Linked DNA regions of Sus scrofa: region 1 is linked to region 2. Evidence: chromatin contacts called from public promoter capture Hi-C data. All regions are on one chromosome and are shown on one strand. The core of a region is the stretch at or near the end of the contact, and the rest is flanking DNA. Distances in the headings are between cores, read along the strand shown. Region 1 holds the start of TMEM38A (trimeric intracellular cation channel type A). Region 2 holds the start of OCEL1 (occludin/ELL domain-containing protein 1).

What was found. Promoter capture Hi-C pulls out the DNA fragments that hold promoters and counts their contacts.
Region 1: a promoter capture Hi-C map of liver shows a contact between it and region 2, with 4 times the contacts expected there. The contact joins the promoter of TMEM38A here to the promoter of OCEL1 in region 2. A contact is called at or near these places in 1 of 5 promoter capture datasets (liver), 2 of 47 Hi-C or Micro-C datasets (heart right ventricle and liver) and 1 of 2 datasets of contacts at active chromatin or transcription factors (alveolar macrophages).

The regions. Positions count from the first base shown.
Region 1 is chr2:60,958,736-60,964,671 of Sscrofa11.1, reverse strand. TMEM38A (trimeric intracellular cation channel type A) reads left to right here and starts at 4,145. Exons shown (of 6, transcript XM_021083580.1): 1 at 4,145-4,363. The coding sequence starts at 4,240. It overlaps SMIM7 (small integral membrane protein 7), which reads right to left and starts at 3,140. Exons shown (of 5, transcript NM_001244720.1): 1 at 3,081-3,140; 2 at 2,957-2,998; 3 at 2,431-2,483. The coding sequence starts at 3,106.
Region 2 is chr2:60,440,117-60,446,574 of Sscrofa11.1, reverse strand. It overlaps OCEL1 (occludin/ELL domain-containing protein 1), which reads left to right and starts at 1,559. Exons shown (of 6, transcript XM_003123490.4): 1 at 1,559-1,681; 2 at 2,023-2,199; 3 at 2,329-2,516; 4 at 3,276-3,441; 5 at 3,671-3,724; 6 at 3,949-4,372. The coding sequence starts at 1,613. The coding sequence ends at 4,071.

The DNA of each region.
Region 1 (5,936 bases), core at 2,896-5,395, 520 kb before region 2:
ACAACTTACTCCAGTCCCCTCTGATGCCAAGGAATAGAAACTACTCCAAGAAGAGGCAGTTTGATACATTAAGATGCCAGAGAGTTGGATCCTAGAACCTTCCTCTAGTGTTTTGCATTCATTGCCCAGCCTCTTGAGACTTCCAGAATGAAATAAACGGATACAAATTAGGTAATCTATAAGGGTGTTAACCCAAAGTACAATCTACAGATCAGGGCTGGAACACCAGGCAGGAGCTCAGAAACTTCCACAGCAATACAACATGACAGCTGCCTGGCACTGCTGCACCATCCAAGTGCATGATCAGCACGAGGTCTTGCTGAAAACAGTTTAGTCTAGAATTGTCCAACCCACGCGATTAGCCACATATGGCATAGCCTATGTTAACTGCTGGCCCAGCACAGACTGCAAATATCAGAGGGAGGTCCATCCTCAAAATGTCTGCAAAGTAATGCCTGGCAAGGCCCTTCTCTGAGCCTAGGATCACCAAAACAGGTTCTTTTACCATCAACAAATGCTGACTAAAAGCCACTTGTTCCAGGGAGTATCTGAGTTCAGGGGATACAGGGGAATGAGGTGGGTGCCCCTGCCCACAGGAGAACAAATACTAAACAAGTAACCACACACCTCATAATTACCATAACAAGTGCCATAAGAGCTACAATGGGGGACCCTGAGCTGGCATGTGTCAGGAGGGGGGGTGAGGTCAGAAGTAGAAAGTAGAAAGTACTGGAACTTCGACCTTAAATGTGGGCTGGAGTTTACTGCCCTTCTGCTCAAGTGACCTGCGCCTCTAGGTGCCCCAGTTTCCTCCTGTATAAATGGAGATGATGGGGGACTGGGAAGGCCTTAACACAGTGCCCAGAACACAGGAAGCTCTCAACAAATGCACCCACTATGGTATTAGGGGTCAGTCAGGCAGAGGATGGAGTGGGAAGAGCATTATCTCCAGGGGCAGCAGCCAGCACAGAGTCCCAGCCTGAAAGCCTTGCAGGAGCCCCCAGTTGGAGAGAAGCCACCATTCTGACCATCCTTGTCACCAATGCACCCACCACTTCCAAGCCCAGAGGCCCAACCTCCAACCCACCACAGTTCCAATTCAGATCTACAGTCCACAGCCGCTGGGGATGGTACAGTGCCTTCCATGTAGAGGGTAAGCAATCTATACAGCTGCTGAATGAATGCATGAATGAATGAGTGAACTGTGTAGCCGTGAACATGATGGGCCACATCTCTGAACCTCAGTTTCCTGTAAAAGGTGGGGGGGGGGGAATGCTTCTTAGAATGGAGGTGGAGTGAAACACCCAGAGGGAGCACCTAACGAGGCAGCTACTACCCAGCAGGCTGCCAGGGAGGAGAGCTGTCCATCTTCAAATTCACTGCTCCTCAGGGTTCCTACTGTCCTTGTGCAACACTCCATCACAGCACCCACTGCCTTGACTGCAGTGTCACCTCCTCAGAGGGCCTTCCTGCCACACAACCCAGCCGGAGCAGCCACCCCATCACTATCTTCACCTGACACCTTCTCCTTCACTGTCTGTTCTTTGTTTCAGAAGTGTCTGTTCCACCCCATGATAGTGCAACCCAAAGGCAGGAATTTTATTTGTCTTGTGCCCTGCTGGGCCCCCAGCATCCAGCACAGTGGCTGGCACACAGCAGGTGCTCAATAAATGCTTGGAAAACAAATGAATGGATACAACAGGCATGTACAGGTCCCATTAGACTCCAAGTAGTTAAACAAATCAATTCAGCAGGAGGTATAAATTCTAGGGCCTCCATGGGCTGGGCAGATGGAATGACATAAAAATAAGAGGGCTGGGGCTGGGCTGAGGTAGAGGTCACATGCCCTGCTTCAGTGGGGTCCTGCATCTCGACTCCCATTCAATAGGTGCCAAAAGGTCGCCTGAACTCAGTTGTAGAGTGCTCTGATTTTTCTTAAAAATCAGACCTCTGAATTTTTACATGACATCTCCTGATTTACCTGAAAACCAATCTAATTGAAAATTAAACAAACAGGTCCACAGCATGCTGAAAATAATAGCTATTTGTGAGGCTGTTCATTCACTCATTCATTCATTCCTTCATGGTGGGAATCTTCGCACTGCAAGGACACAGAGATGAGCCAAAACAAGCTGGAGCCTCTTCTCTGGAGTGTAAGGTCAAGTGTGAGGGGCGACTTTACCAGATGATAGCACACATAAAGAAAAATTATAACTGTAATAAGTGAGATAAGTGCTGACCTATGCAGGGAGGTCTGGTAGGAGAAAGAAGCGGGTGACAGAAGTGGATAGAAGGAACATCACAAACTCAGGCCCACTACATGCACACGCACATGCGCACACACACACACATACTTAAAAAGAAAACTGGTGCGAAAGAACTGTCTTCGCTGAAATGTACCAATTCCAGAGTTCAGAAAGAAGGCCTTACCTGTGCTCGGTTCTCTCGACTCCTCCCCAAAGCCCTGCGTGTCCTTCTTTTTCCTATAAGGAGAAGCAGACAGCGTCTACTTTCAACAGGACAAAGAAACCGTTTAGTCCCCGGGCCCTGACTCCCAGCTCAGAGGGGAGCTCTAACCTTACCGCTGATTTGCTGTGTGACCTCGCTGTTCAATAATCCTCCCTGCCCCGCCCATCACAGCTATGCCTGCAGCCACGGACGGTGTGGAGAGGGTGGTCCGAAGGTGCCAGATGCGGGGTTGAGGGTACAGGCTAGGGCTAAGAGATTCTTGGGTGATGGGCCTGAGGCTCTCGTGCTTGTGAGCAGAGGGATCTCAGGAGAGTCCGATTTCATGTCGCTGTGGCCTGGAGGGTCACAGGAGGATGGCCCATAATGAAGGCGGGGCCAGAGGGCTGGGACTCGAGGGCAGGGCCCGCGGCGTAGGAAGGGCTCAAGCTCTCGGGGGCGGGGCTACGGGTCCCCCGGATGGAGCTGCGGTCCAACGCGGCCTACTCACAGTTTAAAGTTGAGCACCGCCCCGGCGTTCATCAGCAGCGTCCTGCAGAGGGAGAATACGGTTACATGGGCCGCCCCTCACCCCGTCGGGCCCTCTGGCCCAATCTTCCGGTCCCCCTAATTACCCAAACAGCAGGATGTCCCCGATCATCGTTACGGCCGGAGTGTCCGTCAGAACAGGAAGCGGAAGCCTCTGGGAGGGAGGGGAGAGGAACACGAGCCGACCAATCTCGAAGCAGCTCTGGCAAGGGCTGAGCCAATCAAAGACCAAGGCAGTCAGGGTCCCGCCTGCTGTAGACCAAACCCCCTTCAGAAAGAGAGAGCGCCGCTCCTTGTTGGGGAGGTCCAGAGTGTAACCAAGAAAGGGCGGGGCGGGGTCCTGACGTCTCCCAGGGGCGGAGCCATCTGGGGGCAGACTTGGTTCACCAATTGCGAGCCAGTCGCGCAGGCTTGAGGGACCAGCGCGCTGGAGAACTAGAGCAGCAGCTTCTGTTGTGGGGTTGGGGTCTCGGATGGGGCTTCTGGAGAAACACGGTCCCCTGATCCTTGAACTGCATAGGGGAATGGGTCTTGACAGAGTGGGCTCTCCAGGGCATGGAGGCCCAGATTGATTGGACTCCAAAAGGGCCTCCTCCCGGGCTCCACGGGAGCCGGGATCCCACACTAGACGGGCAGTACCGGGGGCAGGGGTCCCAACTGACCGATTCCCTTGGAAGACGGGGTTCCTTGTGGAGGACAGATGTCATGACTTACAGAGGGCTGAGATCATGACAGCTTTATAGACGACAGGGGTCCTGACTGAAGGGGCCCTTTGGTGCACGGGATTATGGGGTTCACAACTGATCCGGCCCCACGAGGGACGGAGGTCCTCCTGATCTAGGGGCTCCACAGAGACGAGGGTCCTAATCGAGCCCCACGGGAACCGGTCCTTGATGATCCATCCTGCCTGTTGGGCCCTGTGCTGAGCGAATCTCGTCCCCCTACAAAGACAGCTCCCCTGCCCAACTCACACACCACAAGGACCCCTCGAAGCCCACTTCGCTGGGCTGGGGGTCGTGATGGCCGAAGGGACTGACTGTGTGACACTCGACCGACAGGGCTCCGTAGGACAGGATTGTCCCAAGACCCGCTCCGAAGCCAGCGGTAGCCCCTCCTCTCCCGCGGGGGCCGGGTTGGGGGCGGTGCCTGGCGGGCGGGGGCGGGTCCAGCAGCGGGGCGCATTCGCCGGGCCTCGGGCAGCTGGACGCACCCGGCCGGGGGCTGGGGTGCGACCCGTCAGGCGCCATGGAGCTGCTCTCGGCGCTGAGCCTGGGCGAGCTGGCGCTCAGCTTCTCGCGGGTGCCCCTCTTCCCTGTCTTCGACCTTAGCTATTTCATCGTCTCCATTATCTACCTCAAGTATGAGCCAGGTGAGCCTGGGTTGGGGGCTGGAGAGGGCTGGCATTAAAGGGACGGGGGTAAACCCTGGGGGTCTGGAGGAAGAGAAAGGCCTGGATCGTGGAGGGGAGGGGACAGCCCCAGGGCCTGGTTCGGGGGAGCAGGCAGGTGCCGGGATCGTGAGATTCTCCTATTCGGGAGCGGGAAGAGGGTAGGGACTGGAGGGAGGGCAAGGGGAGAAGCCCCTGGGATTGCGGGGCTGGGGGAAGGGAAGCTGATGCAAGCCAGAGGGAAGGAAAGTGATTGTTCAAAGGAGGGGGAGCAGGTACTGGGGAGGAAGCAAGGAGAGAAGGTCTGGGGTCCTGCTGGGTAGGGTCACGTGTGCTTGGGCAAGGGTCGTAGGTCGTGGTGAGGGCACCGGCGGGGGTTGGCGCTCTCGGCCGGGCCAGATGTCCTGGCTGCCCGGAGCCGTGACCTCCCTCCTTGCCCTTGGCGTGAGAAGCCGGAGTGGCAGCTGAGTGTCTATATAAGGGCCGGCTGTGCTGGGGGCTGTGATCAGGCTCAGAGAAAGTGACACCGGTGCCCCCTCCCTGCTGTGGCCATGGAGCCGAAGCTGTGCTAGATCTCCGAGCCCGGCGGGAATTCCTCCAGCTCTGGTCCGGATCCTTTGCACTTACTGAGTAGTACTGGCCCTAGGGCAGGGTGATTTGGGGTCAGCCTCCTCCCACCAGCTGCAGACCCTCAAGGAGAATCGCTGCGCTGGAAGACCCAGCTTCCAGGGTTGTGATGGCAGATGGCCTCCTTAAAAATGCCTTGTATTTTTATACAAGATTCAGGGAGTGGTTTTTTTCCTTTCCTAGTATTTTAATAATTTTAGCACACCAGCAAACTAGAAGGACAACAGGGTTTAGCTTTAGAAAAAAGACCCATTACCCCAAATTTTGTGAACCTCTCCCCTGTTTAAATGTAAATTACCCCTATATTCTCTTCTCAGTGGAAATAGTTTTTCTAAAAAGATGATAAAAATAGACGCTCATATATATTAAAAAAAAATCAAACTGAAAAGCCCAAAGGAAAAAAGAGATGATTACAGTTGACATGGTGGCCACCTTTCCAGACCTCTCTTCTCTGCATGTATACCTCTGTAGTTATGGATGGAAATACATGTCTTATGCAAATAGGACCATACTCTGCCTGCCAAGTGTTTTTTTTTTTTCCATTTTATTTTAGTTCATCCACATGCCAGAGCCTATTTCTTTAAAAGCTCTTCTGGAAAGCAGTTGCTTTGCAAAGCAAAATAAGCTTTATATTGCCTTAGCCTGACACGGGGCTGTATTTCCTACAGATGAATTCCTGGTGGCTCAGGCCAGTCCCCTGGGCAAGTACAGAACCTAATACACATTGGGAAATCTAAAATTGTGGAGGGCAGAAGCCCCATAAAGATGTAGAACACAACTCTCTGGAAGGAAAGAGGTCTCTGGGCTGGCTGGGAGGGTGTGGGAGGGATTGGGACATTCCTGCTGGACTCACAGAGTAAATCATCTGAACTTGAAGTACCAAAGCCTGAAGGTTCCTGAAGGTTGTTCAATGGTTCTGAACCCCAGC
Region 2 (6,458 bases), core at 310-2,809:
CACTGAGTGAAGCCAGGGATTGAATGTACATCCTCATGGATACTAAGCAGGTTCTTAACCCACTGAGTCACAATAGGAACTCCCTGCCTGGTTAAATTAATATATGGAAAGCTCTTAAAAATCAAGAAGGAAAAAAAATTTGCAGGAAATAAACAGGAAAAGAAATTCAAAAGGTTTCTGAATATTTTCACTCATAGATTAGGCAAGATTTAAAACTGAAAATACACTTACAGGAAACTGTGATACCATTTGGTTTGCAAAGATTGTGGGAAAACCAGCTGATTAGAACATCAGTAGCACAGCCTCACTGAAGAGCCACTTGACAGTATTTTCTTTCTTTCTTTCTTTCTTTTTTTTGATGGAAGTTACCAGGCTAGGGGTTGAAGCAGAGCTGTAGCTGCTGGACTACACCACACCATAGCAATGCCAGATCCAAGCCACGTCTGTGATCTACAGCACAGCTCATGGCAACATCAGATCCTTAACACGCTGAATAAGGCCAGGGATACAATATCTTTCCAAATTATAATACCCAGGTCCCTTTGCCCAGGCAATTTCACTTCTAGGCATTTATCCTACACAATCTTCCATAATTGGCCAAAGAAATGTGCACTGAAATATTCTTTCTACATATTGTCTGTAGTAGTGAGGAACATTTATTTGTTACTGAATTAAGATATATCCAGAAGGAGACACTATTAACTGCTGCCTCAAGGGATAAAGATGGGTGAGAGTAGTTCCCTTTGTGATTCAGCGATAATGAACCTGACTAGTATCCATGACGACGTGGGTTCCATCCGTGGCATTGCTCAGTGGGTTAGGGATCTGGTGTTGCCACAAGCTGTGGTGTAGGTTACAGATGAGGCTTGGACCTGGTGTTGCTGTGGCTGTGGTGTAGGCCAGCAGCTTCAGCTAGGATTCAACCCCTAGCCTGAGAACTGCCATATGCCACGGATGCAGCCCTGAAAAGACAAAAAAAATTAAGATGGGTGAGAAATTCGCTTTGCCCTAAGCATCTTTTCTACTTGAATTTTCTTATCTTTTTTGTCTTTTTAGGTACACACCCTCAGCATATGGAAGTTCCCAGGCTAGAGGTCGAATTGGTAGTTGCAGCTGCTGGCCTACACCACAGCCACAGCAATGCAGGACGGGAGGCGCCTCCTGTACCTAACACCGTAGCTCACGGCGACACCAGAGCTTTAACCCCCTGAGCATGGCCAGGGATCGAACCCATATTCTCAAGAATACTAGTCGGATTCTTAAGCCACTGAGCCACAATGGGAACTCCCCTATTTAAATTTTCTATGCAAGCTTCCAGTGATTATTTAAAGAAATAGTTTTAAAATATAATCACTGAGTAAATAGATAATTGCAAATTCTCCAAAACCACCAGTTTTTCAGACAAATAAACTGGAGGTCAGAGAGAGGGAGTCTGGCCCCAAATACACAGCAGGCAGTGGTCTCCGTTGGACTTGAACCTGAGTTTCAAGGGTGTGGGTCAACGTCCCCGTTCGACAGGCCCCGCCCCCTCACCGCCAGCCACACCCTGTACCGCCAGGCCCCGCCCCCGCCCTGCTGATCAACCGAGCCAGTTCAGTCCAGCCGGTAGTTAATGCACAACACGGACTCTAGCGCCTGTTCGGGAGCGGACCCAGACTCGGAGCCCCGGACACTGGGACAGGTGACCAGGGGAGGGAGTAGTTCCTACAGCCTGCAGTCGGGCCGGAGATCCCGAAGGTTTTGTTCCGCGCGAGGTCCTTGAGCTTCGCACACTCCTGCGGGAGAGGTTATGGCAATGGCAGCGCCGGGGTTAATAGAGCCAAACCTGGGCTGGGCGGTGACGTAACGGATCATTTGCATAGCGCTCTTCCGGGTTACGCACTCGGCGGAGGGGGTTTATGCAAATGAGGGCGGAGCTGGAGAACGTGCTAGCGGATGGAGAGTTTGGTGCGCCAAGATCCACCTCCTGTCTGTCCTTGCTATTTCACGGTCCTCCATGCGCGTCCTCTTCCGTGTCCACAGGCCGCGCGTCGACCGCCCCCGCCACGCGGGAGCCACGACTCTCCCCGAAGGACCCACTCACCGGCCCGGGGGCGCCCGAGCGGCGCCGCCCGGAAGCCGATGCCCACTCGGGAGCCCCTCCACACCTGCGGCTCCCGGGGAAACCTGCAGACCCACCCGCCTGGCCCTGGTCCCCCGGTGAGTCTGAATGGGAGGCGAGCCCACAGGCTGGACCTAGGCATAAGGATTCATTCCCCCCTGTTTAAGGGATCTCAGCTTCCCGATACCCTCATTAACTCCAAATCGTGATTCCTGCGGCGTCTTCAGCGACCGGTGCCTGGAAGCCTCAAACCCAGCGCGCCTCGCCCTCTGTGCCAGCCCCAGCCCGGAGCACACAGAACAAGGCCCAGGAAGATTGTATTTGAGGATGAGCTGCCCCTGGGCACCAAGAAGTCTATTAGAGCCGTCCCCAAGGAACAAATGCCTAGGCTCCACCCAGTTCCTGACTATGAGCTGTGAGTGTCTCTGCTGTGGTTCCTGATGCCTGGGAACAGGGAAGGAGTACTGAGGTTGGGGAGGGTGGTTGTTTTTTTTGTTGTTGTTTGTTAGTTCGTTTTCTTTTTTAGGGCTGCACCAGCAGCATATGGAAGATCCCAGGCTAGGGGTCAAATCGGAGCTGCAGCTGCCAGCCTACACCACAGGCACAGCAATGCCAGATCCGAGCCGCATCTGCGACCTATGCAGCAGCTTGCAGCTACTCGGGATCCTTAACCCACTGAGCAAGGTCAGGAATGGAACCCATGTCCTCATGGATAGTAGTGATATTACTTTTTTTTTTTTTTTTTTTTTTTTGCTTTTTGGGGACACATGTGTGGCATATGGAAGTTCCCAAGCTAGGGGTGGAATTGGAGCTACAGCTGCTGACCTACATCAGCTACGTGGAATCTGAGCCACCTCAGCAATGCCAGATCCCCAACCCACTGAGCGAGGCCAGGGATCCACCCCTCATCCTCATGGATACTAGTCAGATTCATTTTGCTGTGCCACATCGGGAACTCCCACTAGTCATATTCTTAACCTGCTGAACCTCAGTGGGAACTCTGAGGTTTGGGTTTTGCCAAGTAAATAAGAGTTTACCAAATAGTAAAAAGAGAAAAAGTGCGCTTGGGGCAAAGAATCCGACATGGACAAAGAAAAAAAATTACAAAATCGCACTGAATGGAGAAAAGAGAGATTCTTTACACTCGCACTTTGACTCCCTTCCCACCCTATAGTAAGTACCCATCAGTGAGCAGTGAGACGGATCGAAGCCGCTATGTTGCAGTGTTCCAGGACCAGTACTCAGAGTTCTTGGAGCTCCAGCAGGAGGTGGGCTCTGCCCAGGCAAAGCTCCAGCAGCTGCAGGCCCTGCTGAACTCACTGCCTCCACCCCAAAGCCAGGTCAGCACCCAGGTGGAAAACCCCACGCTATAGCCCTTCCATGTGGCTCAACCTTGGCCTCCAGAAATCCGTTGGGTTCAGATCTCTGGGCCTCTCCTTCAGGCTGGGTGGCACCACAGCACATGGGCCAAGGTCAGCCCTTGAGGTCCACCTTGTCTGTCTGAGCCTGTTTTCCCATCCATCCTTGGGTCCCATGCTCCCTGAGCACCCCCTTTTTCTCCCCTTGCAGAAGGAGGCCCATGTTGCTGCCCGTGTCTGGAGGGAATTTAAGAAGAAGCAGATGGTGAGTCATGCCTCCTGAGTCCTAGAGCCTGGCCTTTGCACACGCCTGTGCACACACACACATACACACTCTCCCTCTTTCTCTCCCCCATGAGGCTGGGACGCTTGTGCCCTGTTTCAAGGAAAGAGAACTGAGGCTCAGAGAGGGAAAGGCAAAGGGTCAAGCAGCTTGAGAGCCACAGGCCAGACTGCCAAAAGGACTTCCCTGGCTCTTGCCCTACTCAGGACCCCAGCTTCCTGGACAAGCAGGCTCGCTGCCACTACCTAAAGGGCAAACTAAGGCACCTGAAGATGCAGATCCAGAAGTTTGATGACCAAGGAGACAGCGAGGGCTCTGTGTACTTCTGAATGTCCTAGCCAAGAGACAGAGAGAAACATGGGGTGGGGCTCGGGGCCCTTCCCTTACTTCTCTGCCCAGCTCCTGGCCTTAGCTCTCGCTGTTGCCCACCCCTGGGGTACGCCTTCCCTGATTTCAAGTGACTCTGCCTTTAAGGCCCAGATCTGATGGCCCGTCCTCCAGGAAGCCCTCCCAGAACCTCCTCTGGGACTCCCAAGGAGACCCCAGATCTCAGCCCGTGAAGCGGGTCCTACCCTCCATCCCAGTGGAATAAACACCTATTAAATACCTACTGTGTACAGCTGCATAAAACTCCTGATTTCACTCTTTGCCACCAAAAAAAATTGTTTTTCCATTTTCTTTTTAATGGCTACACTTGAAGCATCTGGGCCAGGGATTGAACTCTCTCCTCCTCAGCCAGCCGAGCTGCTGCAGTCTGATTCTTCTTTTTTGGCCGTCCCAAGGCATATGGAGTTCCTAGGCCAGGGATCAGATCCGAGCCGCAGTTGCCACCTAAGCCATAGCTGCGGTAATGCCGGATCCTTAACCCACTGTGCCGGGCCAGGGATGGAACCTGCCTCCCAGTGCTCCCAAGACACCAATGATCCCATTTCACAACAGAGGGAACTCCTGCAGTCTGATTCTTAACCCACTGCACCACAGCAGGAACTCCTTTCTTCCATTTTCTAGAGGCTCCAAAAAAGGGATTTGTCCAGGGTCTCTGGGTGGGCTGTGAACCCTAGTCTGTCCAGGAGGTTCCCTCTCCTCCAAGAGGTCAAGTGGCCTTTGAGTGGGAAGCTGAGGGGCTGACCCCAGCATCACCTCCTCTGCCAGGCTTGGGACAGGGGAGCCCCAGGGCAAGAGTTTCCACAGGTCCATAATGGAAGCAAAAGCAGCCAACAACCCTAGTCTTTCTGGGGCAGCGTCCTGAAAAATTCATGGTGTGATGCTGGGGACTGTGTGAGGGGGGCGAACTCAGGTGTCCTGAAGGAAGCTCAACACTAACCCAGTTAAATGGGTCCCTCTGATTGTCTGCGTCTCCTAAAAAATGCAGGCTGAACTGTGATTGACACCAGCTCTGTGCGAGCATATTTCATGCACCAAATCCTGGGGGAGGGTCCCCTGATATCCACCCTATTCTGGGCCCTGGGTAGGATGGGTGGGGAACATGTAGGACCAGATCCCTGCAGGGCCCTATGATGGTGGCCCAGTAGCTACTCTCTTCAAGTTGGAGCTGCAGCTGGGGCCTACGCCACAGCCACAGCAACACCAGATCCCAGCCACATCTTCGACCTATGCCCTAACTTGCTGCAACACCAGATCCTTAACCCACTAAGCGAGGCCAGGGACTGAACCTGCATCCTCATGGATACCAGTCAGGTTCTTAACCTGCTGAGCCGCAACAGGACCTCCGTTGAGTCTTGGTCTCCCAGCAGAGCCATAAGGATCAGAGACAGTCAGGCAGACTGTGGGCAGAAAAGGCAGTGCCAGCACTGGGTCCCAGGTGCCACCCACCTCCCACAGAGGCCTGAGTCCCAAGATCGATCTTCAAGGAACCTGTGTCCTCAAGGAAGAGGAACAGAGCAATAGCAATAACAGAAGGCTAGATAGCAGAGTCCTGACAACCAGGGAGACTCAAGATATCTTCCTGCAAAAGAGGCCATATGGGGAAGGTTTTGTAGGAGAAGTATGAGTTCAGCAGTCAGGCTTGGAGAGGCATCCTAGTCTCTGGCCACCGGGAAGCAGGACAGACACCTTGGTCTTGCTCCATCCGCAGATGTCATGTGAATCTGAGAAATGAGGCATTGCTGTCCAGCCCAACTGGAGTGGACATAAATTCACTGACACTCAGGACATCTCAGAAGATACCTACCTGGGGCAGAAACCAGCCCAGCCTCCAATGGGAGAGCCCAGTAGCCTTCCATCACATTTCCATCTCAGTCCCCTCCTGGGATGGGTCATACCCAAGAGACCCTCATTCATTTCTCCCCATCCTCCCAGATCTCCCAAACATATGGACATGGGAGAGACTGAGGTGCTAGAGGGGAGTATTTTATTTATTTATATTATTTTTTAATTTTCTGTCTTTTTGCCTTTTCTAGGGCCGCTCCTGTGGCATTTGGAGGTTCCCAGGCTGGGGGGGTCTAATCGGAGCTGTAGCCGCTGGCCTAAACCAGAGCCACAGCAACTCAGGATCCTAGTTGCATCTGCAACCTACACCACAGCTCACAGCAACACCAGATCCTTAACCCACTGAGCAAGGCCAGGGATCTACCCACAACCTCATGGTTCCTAGTCGGATTCATTAACCACTGAGTCACCATGGAACTCCTAGATGGGAGTATTTTAGAGGACTGCAACTGCATTAGGCTGAGCACTGATACAGCCTGCAGCCAGT